Linked DNA regions of Triticum aestivum: region 2 is linked to region 1. A link is a contact called in public Hi-C data. All regions are on one chromosome and are shown on one strand. The core of a region is the stretch at or near the end of the contact, and the rest is flanking DNA. Distances in the headings are between cores, read along the strand shown. Region 1 holds the start of LOC123092270 (vegetative cell wall protein gp1). Region 2 holds the start of LOC123092271 (ABSCISIC ACID-INSENSITIVE 5-like protein 2).

Region 1 (6,851 bases), core at 2,835-5,334:
AACTCCCAGGCAAAGAAGGGAGGCAAAGAAGGGTACATCTGTATCAGTTCCATAACCACATGATAGATAACAGATACCGATTTCCCATCAGATGAGTAGACAATGTTGCGAACCTCCCCAGACGGTTCTGCAGAGGGTTACAAAATGGTGGAAGGAAAATTGGGAAAACAATTGAAATCCTCCTAGAAAGGACAGAAATGTAACAATAACAATAATAATAACAAAGCCTTTAGTCTCAAACAAGTTGGAGTAGGCTGGAGGTGAAACCCATAAGATAATGCATCTAACTCATGGTTCTGGCACATGGATGGCAAGCTTCCACGCACCCCTGTCCAGGGCTAGTTCTTTGAGGGTACACCAGTCCTTCATATCTCTCTTTACGGACTCCTCTCATGTCAAGTTCGGTCTACCCCGACCTCTCTTGACAGTATCAGCACGCTTTAGCCATCCGCTACGCATGAGAGCTTCAAGAGGCCTATGTTGAATATGCCCAAACTATCTCAGACAATGTTGGACAGGCTTGATAGGCTTGGCGAGCCAACGTCAACACTCAGCCACTTTTATGAAGCTTAAACCCAAAAGAAAGGACAGAAATGACTGGGTTAAATTATTTCTTCTCGAGGGAAAGAATTCAGTAATCTAATTAATACATGCAATGGGAAATGACATTTTCTTTTCTTCTAAGGCACTTATTTTCTTCTCAAAAGATCTTTTCTTACAAAATTATTCAGTGTACAGTTGATTTTATATCTGAATAAATTTGTGTGAGAAAATTTATGAATACATAATATGATAAAATTTATTTTGTTAAGAGCATACCTTGCTCTAGAGACCAGTGAGATGATGAAGCATATGATGTGTCTACAATCGTGAAAATGATCAACATTTTTGTGTCATAACATATCGAGGACGACACAGCCAAATTATTCCTAGTTTTTATGATGCATTAATTGCATTACTGAATCAATATGTCTAATGCTAAATTTTCCAGTCCTAGAATGATGACATTAAATCAAAGACATCAAGCTGAAAACTGCACATAGTTCAATAGAGATGTAGTGTACAGGGAAGCTCACTAACCTGAGATGTGTTTTGTCCATTGAAAAAAAAAACTGAGGTATATTTACAGCATGAGGATACTCTATTTTGTTTATTGTTTGAACAGAGCACACGCCCTGCTCAATTTTACTTAAAAACAAAGCAAGACAAAAATAGGTGTAATCTACCTACAACACAGGTCAAAAGTGATCATGAAACCCTACATTTAGCAGCATAATATTGCCTATGATTATTTAACACAGTAGAAATAAGCAGGACAAAGGAACAATTTATACCGAAAGAAATCAATTAGTCTTTTGGATCTTATGTATCTTGAGGATGAATCAAGTTGCTTTTCAAGTAGCTTGAGCTCTTTGATCTCAAGTGACATGAGGCCTTTACCAAGCAAATTTCTGTAATTTTCATTGAGTTAAAAGATCACTCTAAGTAGGTACATTAGTTTACATATTAAAACCAAACAGATGTTCAGATTTCATTTCCTTATAGAAAGTGTGTCTGATTGCTCCAGGTTACAAAATACCCCTATAAACCTATGAAGAATGCAACAATTAGATAAAAAAAACTTGCGTAGAGAAACTACTAATCAAAAGATAATTGTTTAAACAGGTGACAAGTATCCAGTGAAAAGTTTCTTCATGGATCAGTAGATATATAACAAACCACACGGATCAAAGGTTGTTTATCGAACCAGCACTGAACGCTAATGAGATAATTACGTCCTCACTCTGCCTTAATGCGACAACGACTTGGCTACCTCCGCTCTCATGGCCCCTTGAAACTTCGATGCTGAAGCGGGATGAGTTGCACTGAATAAATGTGGCAGTCTGGTTGTCATGCAGGTTTTAGGGCAGGCAATTTCTACCTAACCCGTTGATGCATCATGTATGATACTCAATGGTGGAGAACAAACTGATTTCAAGGATGCATTACAGGATTACGAACTTTGAGGCGCAGGATTACTAAATAAAAAATCGTTACCGAAGAGAACGGGACAACGATTTTTGACTCTGTGATTTCTCAATAGATTATACATGAACCAAGTTTTTACCGAAGAGGGTAACCCATCAGGTTCCCTACTTGATTTTTCTGGTGTCCTACTTTATTGTATAGTTATTTTCTGGAAATACCATACATCTAGTTAGCTACTCTATGTGTCCCGGTGTCGTGGTATATCTTAATTTTGGTTTCAGTTCAAAGGTCTTGATCCTCCAAGTTCTCATTTTGACACCTCAAACTGAAAACAACTTAACAAATCAATTGTTTGAATTGAAGAGAAGAATTGCTTCTTTCTTCTCCATCAGAAGCTTGCTTGATATGGCCTCAGAGAACAAGCCTCTAGATTATTTTTACATGAAAATATAGTGTGTGCACAATAAAATACCAAGTTACCTATAGTAGATGAAACAGATCATGCCAAATATTGTCTTCTTTCTCCAGGCAGAGTGGTTTTGTGGGGCTGGTTTTAAGCTTTCCAATACTCCTTTTATCTCCTCTTTGTCCTATACACACATGAATCAGGAAATGAAAATCAATTGAAATTGGAGGAAGCAATGATATTGGTATGTAAAATAACGACAGTAAAGTTTCACGTGCCTTAGATTGAAAAACAGCATAAAGCCTCGAGTAGCCCATATGTTCGCATATTGTGAAAAGAGGCACCCTCATGCTTGCATTACCTCATAGCGTTGTTTTTATACTCATTCAGACAGATGGTTGCAATAACTATCTAAAAAGATCCAAATTTCTCCTGAAGCATAATAGAAACGCTGTCGGCTTTCTGATCTTACTTGGAAAACAAAATCCGAAAGTCATTTTAAATAGGGTCACATCCATCATTTTCTAATGAATATATGGGCGGCTCATCCACTTAAAATGTATAGAAATTCTAGAGAAAAAAACCAAGCATCTCTACCTGAAGGTGTGTACGAATCTTAGAAAGTTTTCAAGTTCGTGTACTTGGAGATAGTACTAATTTAGTGCACAGCTGGAGGAAAACAAACAAACGCCTAAACATAGTTTATAAACAAGCAACTGCATGTAGAGTCTGCATGTAGTCTGCAGATGTAAATGAACTTGGGATATAACTACAATCACTAAACTGACATGAGAATCAACACACTTGCAGGGGCATGTAGTCAGCACACATATATGTTTGACACGTGAAATTCCATTACAAGTGACGTGGTATTTTCCTCTAATGAACTAATCCCTCCGTTCCTAAATATGATTTGAAGACCTTATTAACATAAATGAACCTATTCTCATTCAGATCTCTAGCTATTGGTTGATCCAGGGTGAGATCAGAGAGGGAAACAAAGCATACTTTGCTTCGGGATCAAGACGCCGTCTGAGCCTCGTCATGTAGAACTGCTTCGTCACTACACGTGCATGTGGCCACTAATCCATCAAAACTGGTCGTGTATGAGGCGCTCACCCATGGCGACAGCTGCATCTGGAGCCGGCAGCGAGGGAGACTTTGAGCCGCCTCCTCCTTCCATGGTGGAACACGACGGCGGAAGTGATTCTGGACAAGGTGGGGGCTTGGTCTTCAGCGGCGGCGGCGTCCACCTCGATCCCCTCCGTCACGGCCGCGCGATCAAGATCCGGGAGCCGCTTCCTTGATGAGCACGCGTGCGCCATGGACATGGAGCTCCCTCGCCTAACCTTGATGATCTGTAACCGGATCCGGCAATGGAGAGGAAGGGTGGGGGTGGAGGTGGCTAAGGGGGAGATAGGGGAAGCCAGGGGGAGGGAGGTGGCGGCGGCGGCGGAGCGGCAGATGGGGGCGGCGCCGCATCGCGGTAAGAGGGAGAGAGAGCGGCGGCATCGCGAGGGGTGGATCCAGGGAGGGGCGGCCAGGGAAGGAACGTGATGGAGGCGATCCCGTACCTCGGCTTGGCGGCGGCGGCAAGATTGTAACGTCGGAGGCGATCGAGGGGAGCACGGTCGAAGGGATCGAGGGCAGCGGCGTTGTATGTGTTCATTGTTCGTGGTTGGTGATACGGTTTTTTTTCCTGTGGGCAAGAGGTGGAAGGGGAGAGAAAAAAAACCAGACAAAAATAAACCAGCGAAAAAAAAACCGCGCGGACTATTCACCAACTGCTCCATTAGGAGTAGAGGTATAAATGCGAACTTAAGGGCAGTAATGTATTGTTCGGGTTTCTTGGTATAAATATTTTCAACTTACCATGAAATAGTTAGATTTGGTCATTTTGTTTTACTGACTATAGAGGAGGCAAAGCCCATCCCAATGTAAGCAAGGCAGATTGTTTGATGTAGAACAATTTGATCTTACGACATGTTTATATAGGCACAACGATGTCGAAAGTGCCATTCTACGCTCGGGCACAGATGCACACGATATCCATCCCATCGGTCCCTCTCGAGATTCCCAAAGCAAAGCGTACAGGCCCATGTATAACTTAGGTATACATATATTCATGCAGGGCCCTCGTCTGACTTACAGACAACATTACGCCGTCAGCCTTCACGGCATTTCCTAACGGGCGCCTTAAGCGCCCGTTTCTTCTGTTGCTCGAAACGGGCGCACACCCCTGCGTCGCGCTGGGCCGGCCCGTTTACTTCTTTTTTTCTGTTAAAAAACTGCACCAAAAATCCTATGTCGAAAGTGCCATTCTACGCTCGGGCACAGATGCACACGATATCCATCCCATCGGTCCCTCTCGAGATTTCCAAAGCAAAGCGTACAGGCCCATGTATAACTTAGGTATACATATATTCATGCAGGGCCCACGTCTAACTTACAGACAACATTACGCCGTCAGCCTTTACGGCATTTTCTAACGGGCGCCTTAAGCGCCCGTTTTTCTTCTGTTGCCCGAAACGGGCGCACACCCCCGCGTCGCGCTGGGCCGGCCCGTTTACTTCTTTTTTTCTGTTAAAAAACTGCACCAAAAATCCTATGTCGAATGTGAAGGCTCGAACTCACGATCTCTCCATTCAAACGGCAGCTCACTAACCAACAGACCAGCGTACCTATTGTGTCCATTTACTTATTTGCGTTTTTTTATTTACGTAGGCCGCGAGAGCCCACCAAACCAGCTTTCACTGCTCGCTGATTTTTTAATTTCTGTTCGCTTTTTTCTTTTTCTTTTCTCATTTTCCTTTTTTATTTTCCTAAAAATGCGAATTTTTAAATTCGTGAAATTTTTTTAATTGAATGAACATTTATCAAATCGATGAACTTTTTTTAAAATTCGATGAAAATTTCAAATTCCATAATTTTTTAAAACGTGAACAATTATTGAGAACATGAACAAAATTTTATATACGACGAGCGATTTTTAAATATACACTGAACATTTTTTCGGTGTTCGATGAACAATTTTTAACTACACAGAGAACATTTTTGTGATATACATTGAAATAATTTAAAACATATTTATACATTTTTTTGGTATAAGATGAACAAATTTAATACATTGAACATTTTTGTAATATAATCTGAACAATTTTTAACTACACATTGAACAATTTTGTGATTTGTGCTGAAAAACCATTTAAATACCCATTGAACATTTTTTGATGTAGACTGAACAATTTTAAATTGCGAATAAAATTTGAAAAAGTGAATAAATTTAAAACTATGAACACATTTTGAAATCACGAACAAAAAGCGAATAATACATTTAAAAAATCAATGAACATTTTTCAAATTTGATGAACTTTTTCTAGATTTTGATGAACTTTTTTCAAATTCGATGAACTTTTTTAAAATTTGATGAACCGGACGATCGTATTTATACTGTTGGCGCTTCAATAGTTCACTAAAGTTTATTTGTTCTAGTGGTTAGGCATACTTGTACAGGAAGACATGGTCCCTAGTTTGAATCCTGAGAGGCGCACCTTTTTGCTGTTTTTTGTTAATTTTCACTGCGCAGCGTTTTAATCCTGAGAGCGGTTGGTTAACCAGGCACGTCGGCCATGTTGGGCCAGGCCCAGGTAGGCAGCGCGTGGGCGCCAGTACGCGTTACGGGCGCTAAAGGCGCGGCTTAGGAGCTCCCAGCCTCCACACCATAGCGGCTCGGATGTGGCTGGACGATATGGGCCATCAAGTACTAGTAGATTCTGTACCAACAACATCAATCACTAAGGAAACTGGACTAACCATTGGAGCTACCGACCAATCTTCTCCTTTCCCCTATAAAAAAATGATGTCAATCTTCTCCTACACGATCCCTTTCCCTGGGTAAATCCATCTGCGCCAAAACATGTTTCTCATATTAATCCATCCCATGAACCAGATCGCTTTCCCATCCGGCCTTAGTCATTGTCTAACTCAGCATACGAGGAGAAGCTGCCCTTTATCCCTGCCCAGATTGCGCAGCTGATTATCACCTGGTCGTGGCGGCGAGAAAGCAGGCAAGCATTTCTACAAATGTGTGAAGAAAGGTGTTAGATCTTGAATGGAGCATGATCTCATATTAATATCAGGTAGGCAGCGCGTGGGCGCCAGTACGCGTTACGGGCGCTAAAGGCGCGGCTTAGGAGCTCCCAGCCTCCACACCATAGCGGCTCGGATGTGGCTGGACGATATGGGCCATCAAGTACTAGTAGATTCTGTACCAACAACATCAATCACTAAGGAAACTGGACTAACCATTGGAGCTACCGACCAATCTTCTCCTTTCCCCTATAAAAAAATGATGTCAATCTTCTCCTACACGATCCCTTTCCCTGGGTAAATCCATCTGCGCCAAAACATGTTTCTCATATTAATCCATCCCATGAACCAGATCGCTTTCCCATCCGGCCTTAGTCATTGTCTAACT
Region 2 (6,263 bases), core at 1,650-4,149, 160 kb before region 1:
GAAATGATTGATCATCGACCGTGTTATCCGTTAAAAAAATGCAGCTCAGCATGTTGGCTCATTATTTATCCACGATTGTACTATCTTCTTTAGAAAAAACACTACAAGTTGCAAAAAGTAGTTTTGGTAGGGTGAAAAAATATTGACACAAGGTAACGGGATAAGTTTTTGTGCAAGATGAAGCAGTGACAAGGTGCCTAGTATTTGATTGGGCAGAACTTTATGGTGCATCCATCATCATCTGACATCCTCTGGTAACCACTCCAGAGCAAAGCCAACGACGCACAGACAGCGAAAGAAAGAAACACAGGCCGGGCTCATCAGCAATAGCAGACCACGCTATACATGCATCAGCACAAATGAACAGTTTGGCTCCCACTGATTGACCACCCGACGTTGATTGCCAATGGATAGCGGTTTGTTTCGTCTCAGCAAATTTGTCCTACGTTAGCTACTAGTATTAGGGAATTGTGTTACTACTAAGGGCGTTTAGTAGGCAGCATAAAAATCGACAAGAAGTAGTAATAATATTGTTCTTCTCTTGAGCGAGCCTGCCTAGCAACTTGAGATTTAGTTTTCCTTTTTCTGAGGAAAACTTGAGATTTAGTTGTATACCTTGTAACTCCTGAGCTGCTCGTTCTCCTCTTCCAGTCGGGAGATCTTGTTCTCGAGCTCGTTCGTGTACGCCTGCCATAATAATAAGAGAGATTTGGAGCGGGTGACCTTGTGAGCGTGCAACAAATGCAAGAGAGATTTGGGGCCTCAAGGGGGAGGGGCCCACCTGCTTCCTCGCGCGCGACCTCGCCGCCGACTCCCGGTTCTTGATCATCCGCTTCTTCCGCCGCTCCACCGTCTTCTCCCCGGGGCCGCCCACGGCGGCACGCTTCTGCCCGGACATGGTGGCCCCGTCGTGGTCGTGGTCGTGGTACAGCGCGTCCAGCACCGGCCCGGCGCCCACCCCCAGCGGCCGCGGCAGGGGACGGCCGACGTTGTTGTGGCGCTGCTGCCCCGGCACCGGGGCCGGGGGATTGTACTGCTCGGCCCAGTGGGCGCCCCCCGCGTCGCCACCGGGCCTGGACAGGAAGTCCTCCAGCGTCATCTGGGCCCGCGGGCGGCTGGTGCCGCCGTCGGCGCCGTGGATGTCCCGCCACACCTCGTCAGCCGTCCTCCTGGCCGAGCCGGCCGTGCGGAGGAGGTTGTCGAGGTTGACGCCGTGCAGCTGGCCCTCGACGTCGCTCAGCGTGAGGCTGCAGAGCGAGCCCTGGCGCGAGATGGCCCCACCGGACGGCATTGCCTGAGTTCCCATTCACTCACCCACTCACTCCTCACTCACCAGTAGAGTACTCACTGGCCGCGCGGAAGGAACACCTGCAAGAAACGTGAGCGTGCACTTGCATGGCAGCACGGAGAGATGCCGCTCCACCACTCCTCTCCTTTCCCTTCCCTTGGAGGCGAGGCTGGCTGGACAGCTGAAGAAGAAGAAGAAGAAGGAGCAGAGTCGGGGAGGCAAGAATTTACGATTCCTCAAAGGGAGTGGTGGGCTTGGGCCGATGGGGGCAGACAGGCGATGCCTCAAGATGGGAAGAATCCAAAAAGGGAGGAGGGAGAGAGAGAGAGAGAGAGAGGGGGAAAGAGCTCCTGGCTTTTTAGCGAGGCCAGCCAAGGTTCCTGCCTTTGCTTTCAATTCCATCGCCTTTTCGCCCGGTGGAATTTTTATTTTATTTTATTTTACTTGTGGTGGGCGGGGCGCTGCAGCCTATGCAGGCTGGCTAGCGAGCAGTGACAGCGGGTCAGCGAGTGCCACAGAGACCGGGCCCGCTCAACAGTCCGCTCCATTCAGGCGTGCTGTGCAAAATTTGCTGGAATTTCGACCTAGTAGCAAATACTACGACTAGTAAACGATGCCGTATCTCCTCCAAGCAAAGGAAAACATTCCCAACGGGAGCCGAAAGTAGGCAAAGATTCAGGGGCGAATCGTGCCGTGAATATACCACTTGTGTGAACCACATTGGTTTGACCTCTAGGCTCTAGCTGTAGGAAGGAGAAGCTTAGGACGCCAGAGGGGGTGTGTTTGGTTTAATGGACAGACTAGAGTGGTTAGTGGTATCCTCAGCCAGCTGGACAAGGATAACCATTTTTCTTGTTTGGTTTGGGTGGGTGAGGTTAGCCGAGTTTTTGTTTGGTTTGAGTGACGAGTGATGGATAAGCACTGGAATCCGATTTTTGCAATAAACAAAGCATATGCATACGAAAACAGTTTGCATTTCTAGCAATTAGCTAGGAAACTTATCCACCGTCCACACAAACTACATATGCATTGCGTTGTTCCTATTGAACACCGATTTAGCATCACATCGTTCCTCGATGGGGACAAATTCTTCAAAGCACTAAGTCCACATGCATCTGGACAGCCGGCTGTGCACACAAGAGGCCAGATCAGAAGAAATCAAGAGGGGAGGAGGCCAGATCTGTGCTCAGAAGTTCAAGCGCGACGGTTAGGAGCAGCAGCCACCAAGCACTAGAGCAGCCAGCATGACTCGTCTCCTCTCTCCCAAAGGGCCACGCCCACGCTATGCCGCCGGTGGGAGCACCGGTCGGGGAGAACCACCTCCATCCACAGGGCACCGACGCCCGCGCGCGAATCTCACATATCTGCAGTTTCCGCCATGACCTCTGCTAGCTACAACTCGAGCGGGAGATGGAAGAAAAGAAGGAGAGAGGTCATGGCGGGGAGGAAGATATGGAAGGAGAGAGCCATGGTGCCGTGCGCTCACCTCCGACGCCATGGTTGGATCTCTTGTGGCCATCGCCACCGATGAGATAGAAAATAAAGGGGATAGAAGGGGTGGTGAACGAGCGAGGCTGCGGAAAACGATTCGCCCGCGCGAGGGATGCCCATGTCCGCGACTTTTTCACGGACGTGCGGAGCCGAATTTCAAAGGAATATTCGAAGAATCCGGCTGACCATATCCTTTCTCATCCCAGCTCGCCAAAGAACCAAACGGGTGCATCCATTCAAAAAACGGCTATCCCTATCCAGTGGAGGGATAGCCTAGCAATCAAACGCATCCTAGGCTGCTGCCCAAATGCAGGGATGCCCGGTAAATGAGCTAGGCTGGTGCGGAAATGCCGACTGCGCCCAAGACACGTTTGAAGTCGTTCAACTTGATCGATTAACCAATAAGAGCATCTTCAACCGTTCGGCCCCCAGCACGCCGTTGATAGCAGTTTGGCCGATGCGTCGGCGGTTTTTCACCCTGGAGGCGATGCAGTTCCCAGCCGCACCCCAGATTTTGACCCCAAGACACACATAAATTTAAACTTGTTTTTTCTCGTTGCCAAAAAACACCACAAAGTTCGGCGATCACCATGTCACAGTTCGGCGATCAAACATGAAGGGACGCTTAGACAAAGGAATGCATCAAACGACGGGCTCCTTTGGCGTGGGACTGGCTGGCGTCGGCGTTGGCATCACTGTGCTCGGGTTGTTCGGTGTCGGCGTGGCTTATGTGCTCGGGCTGGGCGTCGGTGTTGGGGTCGGCGTGGGAGTAGACGTAGGCGCGGTAGTCGAAGGCATCTGGTTCAAGATGAGGTCGTGCTCCGCCAAGTACCACACCTTGACCTGCTCGTCCATCGTCGACATGTCCGCTCCCATCAAGAACGCCAGGTCGGTGTTCCTCTTCTTCGCAGCGGCATTGGTCCGGAGTAGGTCGAGCTTGACGACGCTGTTTGTCATCAACGCCGACCACAGCGTCTCGGATTTCTCCTCCCTGTTGGCGGCGTGGTTCTTGGCGTCGGTGATGCACTGCTTGATCGACGATTGCAGCCGGTGTGGCGTCATGGCTCTTTTGTTGCCGTCAGGGCGCCCATCCGTCGTCCCCGGGGTGGGCGCGTCCGGCTTGTACGTCTCCTTGGCCTTGGCGAGGGTGCGCCGGACATCCGTCCACTTCTCGCACTTCTTGATCCGGGTGAACACGTGGAGGAACTTGAACTCTTGGTCATTGCTGTCCTCGCGGTAAACATCCGAAACATCTGCGCCAAAGAACAAGTGTCGGCGACGTACACGTCGGAAAGAAGCGAGAGCCGGCGGCTGTGCATACCTGACCCTCGACGTTGGCGCCGCTTTCCTGGCAAGTCGCGATCTCCTCAACGATCCCATGCCATTTGTTGCAGACCGTTTGGATGATCGCCCAATGGTTCGACATGGCCTTTGCGCTGCCTTGCATGTGGATGATGGCGAAGTAGGGGTCGACCAGCTTGCGCTCATCGAACGCCGGCTTGATACGCGTCCAGTACGTGTCGGCGTTCTGGTTCGCACCGGTGACCGGGTCAAGGCTAACGGTCTTCCATGCTTTGGCAAGACACTCGTCTTCTTCGGACGTCCACTTGACGCACGGCTCGCCCGTCCTGCCCCCCCCCCCCGCTTCTTCTTTTTCCCTTTCCTCGCCGGCGCCGGCTCCATCTCCTCCTCCTCTTCCTCCTCCTCCTCGCTGTCGTCGAGCTCGTCGTCCATGTCGCCGACGGGGTCCATTGTGTTGTGTTGCGCATGGAACCCGGGGGAGGAGGCGGCGGTGACCGAGCCGCTCGTGATGATCTCGTCCATGTCAGCTTCCGTCACGTCGGGGTTGCCGAAATGTGACGACGAGGCTTGCGAGAATGGCAGGGCGCCACGGCATAGAGGTTGCGTCGGGGAGTCTGTGTATGCCGGCGGCGAGTAGTTGTACATGGGGTACTAGAGGCCGGCGAACGTGGGCGAGGGAGTGCGCTGGTCGGAGTTCGGATCGGAGGGTGAGGCGCACTAGCCATGTGGAAAGGTGATGTTGGGGTTGAATCCACCATGCGCGTCGCCGTCGGCATAGCCAGGCGAGGGTACGCACCCCCGGGGCGGTGGCGGCGGCGAGAAGCTGGCCGGCAACGCAACGCTTTGCTGGCTCCACGCAGCTTGCGGGTCATGGCCACCAGGCGGATTCATCATCCCCGCGCGAGACGCCTCTGCCTGCTCCACCGTCGCCGCCGCGCCGACGCGGCCGCGTCCTGGGCCGTCTTGGCGTTGAGCCTATTCTGCCGGTCGGTAGTAACAACCTCCGGCGCTGAACCTCCGCCCTCGACTCGGCGTTCGACATGCCCGGTGGTTTTGCCATCGGCGCCCTCGGCTTCCTCTGCTTCGGCTGGGTGGAATCGGTAGCGGCAGTGGCGAGAGGGGCCGAGTACTTCTTTGGCGGCATGGCAGGATGGCGGCTGGATGGTGGGGAGCAAGAGGAGAATGGCGGGAGAAGAGGGGCAGAAGGGGGGGGGGCAAATGGGAAAATTGAGGGAAAAGTGTGGGATCGGCGGGAAAAGGCCTGTCTCTCGCCGACAGAGCGGACCCACGCGCCTTTTGGCTTCGGCCGGCGCCCCCCAGGGGCTTGGTTTCGGCTCGGGTTCACCGACTGTTATTTTGGCGCAAACCGGCGATAAACAGAGTCCTGATGGCACGACTGAGCCGATTTTTCTGCGCCGGTGCTAAAAAAAGCCATGGGGGACATGTTGGGGAGGGAGGGGGGTGGAGATGCTTTAATACGTCAGGTTTGTTCCAGTTTGTGTTGCCACAGTAAGGTGATGCCTTCGGTGACCTTGGTGGCAATCGTTCGTGCAATGCCAGGGATTAGTGTCCTGTTTGCTGCCTCGGTAGTGTTTCGTCTGTGTGTGCAATTCTTTGTTACATTTTCTTTTATTAGTTTCATTTTATGTTTTTATCTTTTCTTTTCCTCTTCTCCAACTCTTCATGTGCTTTCGGCAGCCTGTAAAATCTTGGGCGAAGCCTACGCCTCTTGGGCACGGATGCACGCATGTCATAAAGTCACGCTCTAGGTGGGTCTGATTCGGTTTAAAATTAAGTGGAGCATCCAAAATGTATTTCTGCCAGAAACTTTGCAAAAATCCTGTGGTCAAATGACCAAGTCATATGGTCTGTTTTTTTGGTGTAGGATGATCTTATAGTACTAGCTATGTTATTGCATGTATCTCTTTCATCATTAATTATTTGTCACGGTATTTATTTTGTATAGATAAGTGTGATGTTACTAACTATGTTACTCTCACTACGGATAGTCACATGGACGAACACACCAGTTCGCTGCCCTGCTGCGGGATCACGGGCTGGCACATGGCGATGCCTTGTTCTACTGTGGCCCCCAGCTTGGCGTGCCTTTGATAACGTCAGAACGACGAAGTAGACTATGGCTAGAGCCACGCTGGCAAGGGAGAGCACCGCCCTTCCGGAG

What was found. Hi-C and Micro-C count contacts between places; a contact is called where the count stands out from the background.
Region 2: a Hi-C map of leaf shows a contact between it and region 1, with 4 times the contacts expected there. The contact joins the promoter of LOC123092271 here to the promoter of LOC123092270 in region 1. A contact is called at or near these places in 4 of 5 Hi-C or Micro-C datasets (leaf and root).

The regions. Positions count from the first base shown.
Region 1 is chr4B:385,300,455-385,307,305 of IWGSC CS RefSeq v2.1, reverse strand. LOC123092270 (vegetative cell wall protein gp1) reads right to left here and starts at 4,084. Exons shown (of 3, transcript XM_044513988.1): 1 at 3,949-4,084; 2 at 2,449-2,558; 3 at 1-568.
Region 2 is chr4B:385,462,578-385,468,840 of IWGSC CS RefSeq v2.1, reverse strand. It overlaps LOC123092271 (ABSCISIC ACID-INSENSITIVE 5-like protein 2), which reads right to left and starts at 2,899. Exons shown (of 4, transcript XM_044513990.1): 1 at 2,775-2,899; 2 at 782-2,680; 3 at 616-687. The coding sequence starts at 1,306.